2 separate regions of the Ovis aries genome follow, and region 2 is linked to region 1. Evidence: chromatin contacts called from public Hi-C data. All regions are on one chromosome and are shown on one strand. The core of a region is the stretch at or near the end of the contact, and the rest is flanking DNA. Distances in the headings are between cores, read along the strand shown. Region 1 overlaps CRCP (CGRP receptor component). Region 2 has its middle 44 kb from the start of SBDS.

What was found. A called contact is a pair of places that touch in the nucleus more often than the background predicts.
Region 2: a Hi-C map of liver shows a contact between it and region 1, with 2.0 times the contacts expected there. The contact joins two enhancer-like sites. A contact is called at or near these places in 5 of 16 Hi-C or Micro-C datasets (blood, liver and tail adipose tissue).

Annotation. Positions count from the first base shown.
Region 1 is chr24:28,512,045-28,518,319 of ARS-UI_Ramb_v3.0, forward strand. All of the region lies in intron 5 of CRCP (CGRP receptor component), which reads left to right. Among named protein-coding and RNA genes, the nearest start is that of CRCP, 30 kb to the left of the region's middle. Within about 2 kb of position 2,872, at least 15 of the 54 cell types and tissues checked have an H3K27ac peak or open chromatin away from gene starts, as enhancers often do. A contact at or near this core is called in liver, where this site is marked.
Region 2 is chr24:28,796,924-28,803,198 of ARS-UI_Ramb_v3.0, forward strand. No RefSeq gene overlaps it. Among named protein-coding and RNA genes, the nearest start is that of SBDS, 44 kb to the right of the region's middle. Within about 2 kb of position 3,903, at least 2 of the 54 cell types and tissues checked have an H3K27ac peak or open chromatin away from gene starts, as enhancers often do. A contact at or near this core is called in liver, where this site is marked.

The DNA of each region.
Region 1 (6,275 bases), core at 1,622-4,121:
AAAGGATAGTTTTTCATCATGCAAAACTAAACCTGTATACCCATTAAACAGTGACTGCCCATCCTCCCTTCTCCCTCTGGTAACCACCAGTGTGCTTTGTATCTCTGACTTTGGCTACTTTACTTCATAGGAGAATTACAGGGTATTTGTTCTTTTGTAACTGGTTGTTTCATTTATAACCTCTTCAGGGCTCATTAATGTTGTAGTGTGTGTCAGGTTTTCCTTCCTTTTGAAGGCTGCTTACTATTCCATCTTATGTATGTATGACATTTTGTTTATTCATTTATCTATTAGTGTATATATTTGAGTGGTGTCTGCCTTTTGGCTGTTATGCATAATGGTACTGCTGTGAACACAAGTGTACAAATACCTCTTGGAGATTCAGCATTCAGTTCTTTTGAGTGTATACCCAGAAGCCAAATTGCTAGATCTTAGGATAATTGTTATTTTTCCTTTTTTGAGAAACTACCATACTGTTTTCCCTAGTGGCTGCTCCATTTTACATTCCCACAGGCAATGTAAGGGTTCTTGTTTCTTCACATCCTCTCCAGCACTATTGGGTAGGCCAGAAAGTTAGTTCCAGTTTTTCGTAAGATGTTATGGGAGACCCTGAGCGAGCTTTTTGGCCGAACCAATACATATTTTAAAGAACGTTAAGAGGACAAAAATAGTCTTTTATATTTACTTAGAATTTTGCTGTTTCTTTTCATCATTCATTCCCGTTCATGTTTACTTTTTAGCATTTACTTCAGCCTGAAGACCTTCTACTAGCACTTCTTTTAGAACAGGCCTGCTGGCTGCAATTTTCTTAGTTTTGGTTCAAATGGGAGTGTTATATATATTCTTTCATTTTGGAAGGATAGTTTCATGGGATTGAGTGATCCTTTCTTTCAGCTCTTGAAAGATGTTAGTTTAAAAAAGAAGTCCTGTGACTGCTTTCAATACTTTTCTTTGTATTTGGTCTTTGAATGATTTATGGTTTTTTTTTAAAGTTTATCTTTGCTGAATTTCTTGGTTATGTAAATTTTTATCTCTTACTCTGGTTTGTGAAGTTTTGGGCCATTATTTCTTTAAACATTTTTTTCTGTCCCAGTCTCTTCCTCCTTTCATTCCAGAACTCCAAAGACGCAACTGTTAGAACTCTGATAATTTTTCTACATATTCCCAAGGCTTTGTTTTTATTGTTGTTGTTTTTTAAAGACTAAGTTTTAAACTGAAATATGGTTGATGTACAGTGTTGTATAACTTTCAGGTGTACAGCATATTGATTGAGTTATCCATATATATATATATGTTCTTTTTAGATTCTTTTTCATTATAGGTTATTGCAAGATATTGAATATAGATCCCTGTGCTGTATAAGAGGTCCTTGTTGTTTATTTGTTTTATATATAGTGAATGTGTATCTCTTAATCCCAAATTCCTAATTTACCCCTCCCTTCCTTTGGTAATCGTAAGTTTGTCTTCTGTGTCTGAGTCTTTTACTGTTTTGTAAGTAAGTTTATTTGGGACCTTTTTTTTTTTTTTTTTTAAGATTCCACATGTGATATATTTGTCTTTGACTTACTTAGTGTGATAATCTCTAGGTCCATTCATGTTGTTGCAAATGGTATTTCATTCTTTTTTATGGCTGAGTAATATTCCATAGTGTGTGTGCGTGCGTGCATGCATGCGTGAGTGTGTGTGTGTGTGTGTGTGTGTGTGCGCGCGCGCACACACCATACCTTCTTTAACTGTTCGGCTCTTGATGGTCACGTGGTCCCTTTTGGGACTTTCAAAATGTGTATGTTGGTTCATCACGTGGTGTTCCAGGCTTTATTCACTTCTCTTTAATCCTTTTTTCTGTTCAAGTTCACTGACTCTTTGTTTGGCCTGTTCAGATCTGCCTTCGAGTCCCTCTAGTCATTTTCATGTTAGTCACTGTGCTTTGCAGCTCCAGAATTTCTCTTTGTTTCTTTCTGTCTCTTTATTGATATTTCCATTTTGTTTATGCATTGTTTTCTTGACTTTCTCCACATCTTTTAATTCTTGGAGCATCTTTAATGTTTTATTTATTTTTGAGATGGTTGTTTTAAAGCCTTTGTCTAGTAGACTTTTTATTGGGTTTTTTTCAGAGACTGTTAATTTGTTTATGTATTTGCCTGGGCTATACTTAACTGTTTCTTTGTTTACCTTGTGAATTCTTTGTTGAAAACTGGATACTTGATCTAATAAAATCGTAGCTCAAAATCAGATTTTCTTCCTTTTCCTTAGGCTTTCTGACTTTTGTTTATTGTTTACTATTTTTGTACTGTAGTGGGTTGTTTCTGTGCTGAGAGTCAGCTTGAGGTATGAACTCAAGGTCTTCTCAGGTCTCTTCTGAGTGTGCGCCTTTCCCTAGGCATGCACAGTCTCTCTCTGATTTTCCCCACATATGAGCTTTTAGGGGAAAAGAAAAAAGGTGGAAGGGGGAATGAACACCGGATTTGTAAACTCTTTCTTGACCCTTTAGAGCCTGCTGCTGCTGCTAAGTCGCTTCAGTTGTGTCCGACTCTGTGCGACCCCATAGCCGACAGCCCACCAGGCTCCCCCGTCCCTGGGATTCTCCAGACAAGAACACTGGAGTGGGTTGCCATTTCCTTCTGTAATGCATGAAAGTGAAAAGTGAAAGTGAAGTTGCTCAATGGTGTCCAACTCTTAGCTACCCCATGGACTGCAGCCCACCAGGCTCCTCCATCCATGGGATTTTCCAGGCAAGAGTACTGGACTGGGGTGCCATTGCCTTCATTAAAGGTTGTTTCCCGAGAGACATGAACATGCCAGGGCTCTAACATACCCTTGCAAAAGCTCCAGGCAGTGTTGTTCTGAAAACAACCAGTAGAGGGGGCTGCAGGCTCCTTTCACTGTAGCTGGGTCTGGCTCCTCTGGAAGCAGGCAAACTATCTACAGCCCATTGGAATTCATCTGGCCTCAGTGCCTTATGACTCAGGGGGCTGCTTGCCACAGGCTATCAAGACCTGGATCACTTGTGCTAGCCAGTGCATTTTAAGACAGGAATCACGTGGGTAACAGAAACTGCTGAAATGCTCTTTAATTCTTTTTTCTGAATATCCCCTGCTAGAGTTTTTCTCTTATCCTTTTTTCAGGAAGAGGAGATTCAAGATAATAGCCCCTTAATGACCTGGTTCTAGTACTACAAACTGGGGCTCCATTAATTTGCTTAAAAACCTCCACTGCTGAAGTTCTTGAGAGTTTGATAGGAACCATGTTTTATTTGACTTTAGGTGTCAAAGTCCAAGAGTAATCTGGAGGCAGCAAAGCTCAGGGTAGATAGATGGGTGCAGGTTTCACTAACATCTGGAATGTGGTTACTCTGCTTAGAGAGCCTGGAATCTCGCCCCTTGTCTCCCTGCTGTGTGAACAGTGTCTCTCTCTGGAACGTCTCCTGCAAGTCATTGCTACTCTAGCTCTTTGTTTTCAACTCATGTTTGTCTCATGGTAGGTTTGTCTTAGTAAGGATACAAAGATGAATAGCTACAATGTAAGTGCTATGGCAGTTGGGACATAGCAGAGAGACACTGAAGTGTCAGAATTTGAGTGTATCATTTTGCCTGTGGGAGGTGACACTGGGTTTTCATATAAGGTAATAGCCAGATATAAGTGAGCACATGCTTTCTAAGCAGAGGGAACATGATATGCTGGAGCCTGTAATCAGGAAGTACTTCCTGTGTAATATTTGCAGTTTCATTTGATTGGAATATGAGTGCTTAGGGGACATGAAGGCATTTGAACCTAGAGAGACTGACAAACAGGAGATGTCAGTGGGTTCTGAAGGTTGAACTAAGAAAGTTTAAAAACTGTGTGCGGACAGTGGGAAGATTAGAAGCAGGATAATGAGATGACCAGATTTTTATCTTTTAAAGGGTACTTTGTTTGTAAGAATGAAGGTAGACTGAAAAAGTGGCAGACGCTTGAGGACAGAGGCCTTTGCCCTTTAGCCAAGAAGAATTGAAGTGGCTGTAGAAATGGTGAGGGTGGGGACTGGGGACAGATACCTTGAAAGAAATAGAATCAGTAATTCTTGGTGTCTTAATATGGGCAGTGGGTGAGAGGGAAGACTTGGGGATGATTCTGGCCTGTGTATTTGGCTCTTCACCAAGATGAGAAGTACGGAGAGAGGAACTGGTTTATTGGGAAAGGTAGTCAGATTGCTTTGGGATAGGTTGAGTTTGAGGTTTGTCTGGGGTGTTTAGGTGGCAGTTGGTTACAGAGGTCTGGAGATCAGCTCACTACATGAAGACATGAATTTCTTTGTTCTAACCTGTAATGGCAGATGAGATTGTGAGGTTTGGATGAAGAACTCAGTAAAGATGAAAGATGGCACCATGGGAATGCCACAGAGGCAAGCGGAAGAGGAAACCTTCCACTTGTAAAGAGATGAGGGAATAGAAAGATAGGTGAATCAGGGAAGAATGGTGTGTGGAAGCTGCAAGGGCAGATAGTTATAAGGAGGGAGTGACCAGCAGTGTTGGCTACCGCAGAGACAGGGAAGGACAGGGCAGAGAAGCCCTCCAGAGTGATCAGTGTGGAGCACTCTGGGCCCCTAAATGAGAACAGTTCTGGTGATCATTTGGGGCAGGAGCTAAAGTGCAGTGAATTAAATGAAGGAGAGAAAGTAGAAATGATAAAAATGAGCCTCTGAAGTCAGGGGGGGAATGTTTGGAACCCCCATCCCCCAAAATGGAGCCTACAGTACATGTGGTCCTGTGACTTCAGCTGGGCTCAGCTCCTGGGGTGCACAGCAGAGAACTTGCTTGGTTGGTCTGACTGCCTGACCTGCCTGCTGCGAGGTCTGTCCTCTGACCTTTATGCACCAGGGGCTGCACAGTCCCCGCTGTGTCCGCTGCTTTTCCTGGCACCTCGTGGTATCTGTCTGTGGCCTAGTCTGTGACTGTTGGCCCTTTAGGTTCCATAGTCCCATGGCTTAGTGCCGGTGAGAGGAGGGTATCATTCAGGTGCCAGATTCGATACTGAGGCTACTGCTGGCAACGTTCCTCCTCCACTGCCAGAGAGTCCACCCCGTGCTGCTCAGCTTGCAGTCCTGAAGGGAGCCTGGGTTCTTGTAATTCAGCAGAATGGAAGTTTCTCCATGGGTGGCTCAGAGGGTGGCTCCACCATCTGGTGAGGAACCAAGGCCACCTCTGTGCCAGCAAAGACATCACATAGCTTCTTATAACTTCTTTAGTCATGTTAACCTGCAGTTGTAGTTTAGACACGTGTTGTTGGGGTATCTTTCTGGGGCCCAAACTTTAAGTCACTTTTCAAACTGAATAAGGAACCGTGTATGTTGTGGTGGCAGTACCTCCCTGAAGGTTGATGTGAAGGAGGTTCTTGTTCATAAAATGAATGTGGCTGAAGCAGCCCTCAGGATCTTCCTTTAGTTCCTCTGGAGTAATACTGTACCATACTGGTCTTTGCTTTTAGTAGTAACACGTGACATTAGGTTTGCAGAGGACTTCGATCTTCTAATTAAAGTCATCAGATTTTTCTGCTTAATCTTTAATCTCCTGTAAGTCTTTGATTTATTTTTATTTATGTTGCTTGTTACGACTGAAACATACTGGTTGTCTGCCTTTTCCTTTCCACCCTTTGCTCTAATCCCACCCTTCACCCGAGTCTAATGTTCCCTCCCAGCAGTCTCCATTGACTCTATGGTGCAGGACAGAAAGCAGTCAGACCCATTTCCTTCTCTCCTTGCACTTCTCCTGCTTGTCATTTCTTAAAACTTATTTATTTCTGGCTTCACGGGGTCTTCGTTGCTGCACACGGGCTGTCTCTAGTTGTGGTGAGTGGGGTTCCACTCTAGGTGCTTGGGCTTCTCATTTCGCAGAGCACAGGCTTAGTTGCCCTGTGTCACATGGAATCTTTCTAGACCAGGGCTCGAACCTGTGTACCCCTCATTGACTGGGCAGGTTTTTAACCACTGGACTGCCAGGGAAGTTCTCTTTGTCATCTTTTACCTAGTCTTTCACAAGGATCCTCTGAGACCCGCTCTGTGCCCTGAGCACCGGCTCCACTACTTCTACTTTGGATCGCCTTAGACAGATGTGGAGAGTGCCTTTGGGACCCTCTTCAGAGACTCTCTCCATATACCTGAACCAAACCCAGATTTGCTTTGGTGCCAGAAAAACTGACCTTTGTCTGGTATCAAAGCATATCAACATAAACCATACTGAAAACAGTTTAAAATATGAGGGCAACACGGAGGGTGCCTTTCAAAAGCCTGGTGACTTTAG
Region 2 (6,275 bases), core at 2,653-5,152, 290 kb after region 1:
TTTATAAGGGTGTTAATCCCATTCTTTAGTGTTCTGCCTTCATGATCAAATCATTTCCCAAAGGTCCCACCTCTAAATACTGTTATATTGGGTTAAGTTTCTCCATACAGCAATATAAAAATTTAATCTACAGCACTGTAGTACACTCATACCATGAAACACTCTTCAGTAATAAAAAGGAATATTTTCTTTTTTCTTGGCCATGCTACACAGCATGTGGGATCTTAGTTCCCCAAACAGGGATCAAACCTACACCCCCTGCACTGGAAGGTGAAGTCTTCCCTTCCACTGGGCCACAAGGGAAGTCCCAGAAATAAACTCATTTTTAATTATATTTTTTCTTGAAGTATAGTTATTTATAATGTTGTGTTAGTTTCTGGTATATAGCAAAGTGATTCAATTTATATATATATATTATAGAATATGATATATATTCTTTTCCATTATTGTTCATTATAGAATATTGAATATAGTTCCCCATGATGTACAGTAACACCTTGTGTAGTAGTTTGTATGTATAGTAGTTTGTACCTGCTAATCCTCAGACTCCTAATTTATCTCTCCTCACGCCTCTTTCGCGCTTCCCTGATGGCTCAGATGGTAAAGAATCTCCGTGCGATGCAGGAGACCCAGGTTCCATCCCTGGATCAGGAAAATGCCCTAGAGAAGGATGGCTACCCATTCCAGTATTATTGCTTGGAGAATCCCAGGGACAGAGGAGCCTGGCAGGCTATAGTCCGTGGGGTTGCAAAGAACTGGCCACGACAGAGCAACTAACGAACGCTTTCACTGCCCATTTCCCCTTCGGTAACCGTAAGTGTGTCCTCTATGTCTGTGATCTGTTCCTGTTTTATAAATAAGTCCCTTTGTATCACATTTTCTATGCCACAGGTGAGTGAGCTTGTATGGTGCTTGTCTTTCTGTCTGAATTACGTCACTTAGTACGATTATCTCTAGGTCCATCCATGTTGTTGCAAATGGCATTCTTTCTTTCTATGGCTGAGTAGTACTCCAGTATATATCTGTCTCTCTATATAATATGTATTATTGTTATATACACCACATGCTGTTTGTCCATTCATCTCTCAGTGGACATTTAGGTTGCTTCCACGTCTTAGCTGTTGTCAGTAGTGCTGCTGTGAACACCGGGGTGCACGTATCTTTTCAAATTAAGAGTTTTGGCCAGATGTATATGAGCAATGGGCTTGCTGGATCATATGGCAACTATTTTTAATTTTCTTAAGGAGCTTTCATACTGTTTTCCATAGTGGCTACACCAATTTACATTCCCACCAACAGTATAGGAAGGTCCCCCAAAAGAATGGATTCTTCCTTTTCAATTTTACTTGCTTACTTTATTTATTTTTGGCTTGCCAGGTCTTCATTGCTGTGTGCGGGCTTTCTCTGGTTGTGGTGAGCGGGGGTTACTCTCTAGCTGCGGTGTGCAGGCTTCTTATTACAGCGGCTTCTCTTGCTGCTGAGCACAGGTTCTACGGTACGTGGGCTTCAGTAGTTGTGGTGCTTGGGCTTAGCTGCCCCACAGCATGTATCTTCCTGGACAAGGGATTGAACCCGTGTCCTCTGCTTTGACAGGCATATTCTCAACCACTGGGCCAGCAGGGACACCTAGGAATGAACTCTTGATACATGCAACAGCTGGGATAGATCTCAAAGGCATCGTGCTAAGTAAAAGAAGCCACTCTTAAATGTTCACATACTATATGATTTCTCTTATACCACTTTCTTGAAAGGACAATTATAGAATTGGACAACATTTCTTCATAGTTTTCAGGAGTTGGAAGCGGGGGTGTAGGTACAGCCATAAAAGAACAGGGAGGGAACATTTTTTTTTTTGGCCAGGCTGTGCAGTATGCAGGATCTTAGTGCCCCAGCCAGGAATCAACCCTGAGCCCCGTGTAGTACGAGTACAGGCCTTAACCGCTGCACCACCAGGGAAGTCCCACTAGATGATCTTAGCAATAGATGTGAGATGGTAGAAGAATCAATGAACGTGAACACAGATCGTGAAAATCACCCAAGCCTGAATACTAGACAGGAAAAAAGATTGAGCAACAATGAACAGAGCCTCAGGACCGATGGGCAACGTCAAGCATACCAACGTAGGAAATGGTAGTCAGAAAAAAAGGAGGTTAAAAAAAGGGACAGAAAAATCATTTGAAGATATAATAGCCCTCAAACTTTCAGATTTGATAACGATCACTAAGACTGCAGATCCAAGAATATCAATGAATCCCAAGTTAAATCAACACAAAGAGCTCCCTCCCTAAATATACCATGAAAGAACAAAGAAAGTAAGTGAAAGTGAAGTCACTCAGTCGTGTCCGACTCTTTGTGACCCCACAGACTGTAGCCTACCAGGCTCCTCAGTCCATGGATTTTTCCAGGCAAAAGTACTGAAGTACTCATTTTCTCCTCCAGGCGATCTTCCCAACCCAGGGATCCAACCTGGGTCTCCCGCATTGCAGGCAGACGCTTTACTGTCTGAGCCACCAGGGAAACCCATGAAAGAACAAGGAAAGGTCAAAAAGTAGCAAGAAAAAAATCACTCAAGGAAACAGCGCAATTAACAACTGGCTTCTCAGAAGCAACAGAAGACAGTGGAGTGGCATATTGTCGCCGTTTAGTCACTGTTGCGACTCTCTGTGATGCCATGGACTGTAGCCCCCTGGGCACCTCTGTCCATGGGATTTCCCAGGCAAGAACACTGGAGTGGGCAGCCGTTTTCTTCTCCTGGGGCACTTTCTGACCCAAGGATGGAACCTGCATCTCCTGTATTGGCAGGAGATTCTTTATCACTGAGCCACCAGGGAAGCTCTGGAGTGGCATGTTTAAAGAGTTAGAAGGAAAAACTGCCACCCAAGAATTCTACACGCAGAAAGACTATCCTTAAAAAATGAAGTTGGAGGAGATCAAGATGGCGGAACAGGACGACACAAGCTCACCCACACCCTTGAGCACATCAAAAATGCATGTGAGGTGGAGAACGGCAAAGGACACCTACCACCGAGGCTGTAAGAGATTCACACAGGATCAGGCAGGAAGGAAAGAAAAGTGATCGGGGTGATCTGCACCCCTGGGAGTGGACACAGAAGAGGCGGGCAATTACATGGCCTTGGAGATGGCCCCTGGAGACACTGGGCAGGCTTGGGGGCCTGGCCCTGGGAGAATGAGTCTCCTTACCTAGTTTGGGAACCAGTGGGGCAGAGAGCAGGGCAGTAAGAAACTTAGACTGTTCCTGAAGGGTGCACACACCTGCTGATTTCCAAAAACCAAGGCGGAAGAAACAGATTAAAGCTGTTTGGGACCCTGGCCAGTTTCTCTCAAAGGTCCCAGTTGTGCCCCAGCCCGAGCTGAGAGTCTGCCCCGGCCTCTCTTGCCCCGTGGCACAGCTCCACACTAGGGCAAAGGCTGCCCCAGCTGAGGGGGCTGCACGGCCAGTTCCGACCCAATGCAGCACGTAGACAGATGAGGGAAGGCATTTTTGGTGCTTCTGGAGGCAGGAGATGGGGAGTGAACAGGAACTCTGACTGGTGCAGGGGCTGCCCCAGCCCGTGCTCCAACCCACACAGAGCGCCCACTCCAGCCCCTCTTGCCTAGCACTGCTCCCTTTAGGACAAAGTTGCCAATGCTGGGAGCAGGGAACGCACACACAGAGGGAACAGAGACAGCGTGGACTTGATCCTCAGGACTTCTGCTCTAGCAGCGTGGGGACTGACCCCATACCCAAAAGGGATGTGCTGGTCACTGATAGAAGAGATGCCCCAGCTCACACCAGGCTCCAGCCCTAGGCTCTCGGTTTCTAGCCTCGCTTCCTATCAAGGCGCTAACTGCCAGCACACCCTGGGGTGGTGACTTGTGCCCGCGCTTCCACTAGGTGGCGCTAGTGGGAGAGAGCCAACCTGCCAATGCAGGAGACAGGAGACGCGTTCCACCCCTGAGTTGGGAAGACCCCATGGAGGGGGGCAAGGCAACCCACTCAGTATTCTTGCCTGGAGAATCTCATGGACAGAGAAGCCTGGCGGGCTACAGTCCATAGAGTTGCAAAGAGTCGGACACGCCTGAGCGAGCTAGCACCTGTGCACGCATGTCAGACCCAGCTCTTCCAGAAAAGCCGCTGGGTACACACAGACTGCACAGGGTTGCTCTCACACAAGACCAGCACAGGTAACCGTTTCACCTAATTCCAAGGAGACAGAGACATTTAATCAAAGTGAGAGGACAGAGGAATTTGTTTCAAAAGCAAGAACAAGAAAAACAACTAATGAAACAGATAAATAATTTACAAGAAAAAAAGTTCAAAGATTTAGTAATAGGAATGCTTACTGATATAGGGAAAAGAATAGATGAACACAGTGATAATTTTAATAAGGAGTTACAAAATATAAAAAGAAAATCCAGTCAAATCTGAAGATTACAATAACAAAAAAACAAAGGAGTTAACAGCAGACTACGTGATACAGAAGAATGCATAAGTGATCCGGTAGATAGAATAATGGAAATCATCCAATCAGAAAAAAGCAAAAGAAATGTGAAAAATGAGAACAGTTTAAGGGACCTCTGGGACAACATCAATTGTACCAACATTTATATAATAAGTGGTCCCAAAAGAAGAAGAGAGAGCAAAGGGTCAAAAATGTATTTGGTGGACTTATGGGTGAAAACACCCTGAATCTGAAGAAGGAAGCAGATATTCAGGTACAGGAAGTACAGAGGGCCCCAGAAAAGATGAATCCGAAGAGATCCATGCCAACACATATCATAATTAAGATGGCAGAAGCTAAAAAGAAAATTCTAAGGGGATCGAGAGAAAAAGAGTCACTTTTGTTTAAAGTGAAAAGTGACAGTCACTCAGTCGTGTCCAACTCTTTGTGACCACATGGACTATACAGTCCCCAGAATTCTCCAGGCCAGAATGCTGGAGTGGGTAGCCATTCCATTCTCCAGGGGATCTTCCCAACCCAGGGATCAAATCCAGGTCTCCCGCATTAGAGGTGGATTCTTTACCAGCTGAGCCACCAGGGAAGCCCAAGAACACTGGAGTGGGTAGTCTTTCCCTTCTCCAGGGGATCTTCCCAACCCAGGAATCGAACCGGCAGGCAGCTCCTACTAGAGCTAGGAGGGAAGCCATCTAGAATGGAAGGACATATAAAGAACTTGTCAGACAAGTAAAACCTGAAAGCTAATCAATACTAAACCCACCCTAAAAACCATGTTACAGGGTCTTTCCTAAGTGGAAAAGAAAAGGCTGCAACAAGAAATAAGAACCCCTGTGGGAATTAAGATCCCACATGCGAGGGGCAACTAAGCCTGTGTGCAGCAACTACAGCACCCACGCCCTCTGGAGCCTGTGAGCCACAACTTGAGAAGCTTGTGTGCTCCAACAGAAGACCCCGCCTGCTGCAACTAAGACCTGCCACAGCCATAAATAAATATTAAAAAACACAAAACCCCGTATGGTATTGGCCCAAAAACAGACATATAGATCAGTGGGACAGGATACAGAGCCCAGCAATAACTCACACACTTATAGCCAATCGATCTATGGCAAAGGAGGCAAAAACATACAGTGGGGAAAATGCAGTCTCTTCAATAAGTGATGCTGGGCAAACAGGACAGGTTCATATAAATCAATGAAATTAGGAAATGTTCTAATTTTCTCACACCATATACAAAAATAAACTTAAAATGGATTAAAGTCCTAAATTTAACACATTATTGACCAGGGAATTTTCGCAGAAACTAACACCTGTGGCCAGCGATTTTTATGTAGGTGAATACTAAATCGTCTCTGGTCAATAACGTTTGGCTGACAAAAGATGTTTTAATACATCACCAGCCAATAATGTGTTAAGACTGGAAACCATAATACTCCTAGAAGAAAACATAGGCAGAACACTCTTTGACATAAATCAGAGCAGTAGTTTTCTGGATCTGTCTCCCAAGGAAAAGGAAAAAAAGCAAAAATAAACAAGTGGGGGCTAATTAAACTTTAAAGCTTTTGCACAGCAAAGGAATCTATCAACAAAACAAAAAGACAGCCTGCTAAATGGAAGAAAATACTTGGAAGTGATATGACGATAAGGGTTAACATCCAATATATATAAACACTTCATATAATTCAATATCAAACCTGATTTTTAAAATGAGAAGACCTGAATAGACATTTTCCCAAAGACATACAGAGGGCCAACAGACACATGAAAAGATGCTCAGCATCACTAATCACCAGAAAAATGCTAATCAAACCCACAGTG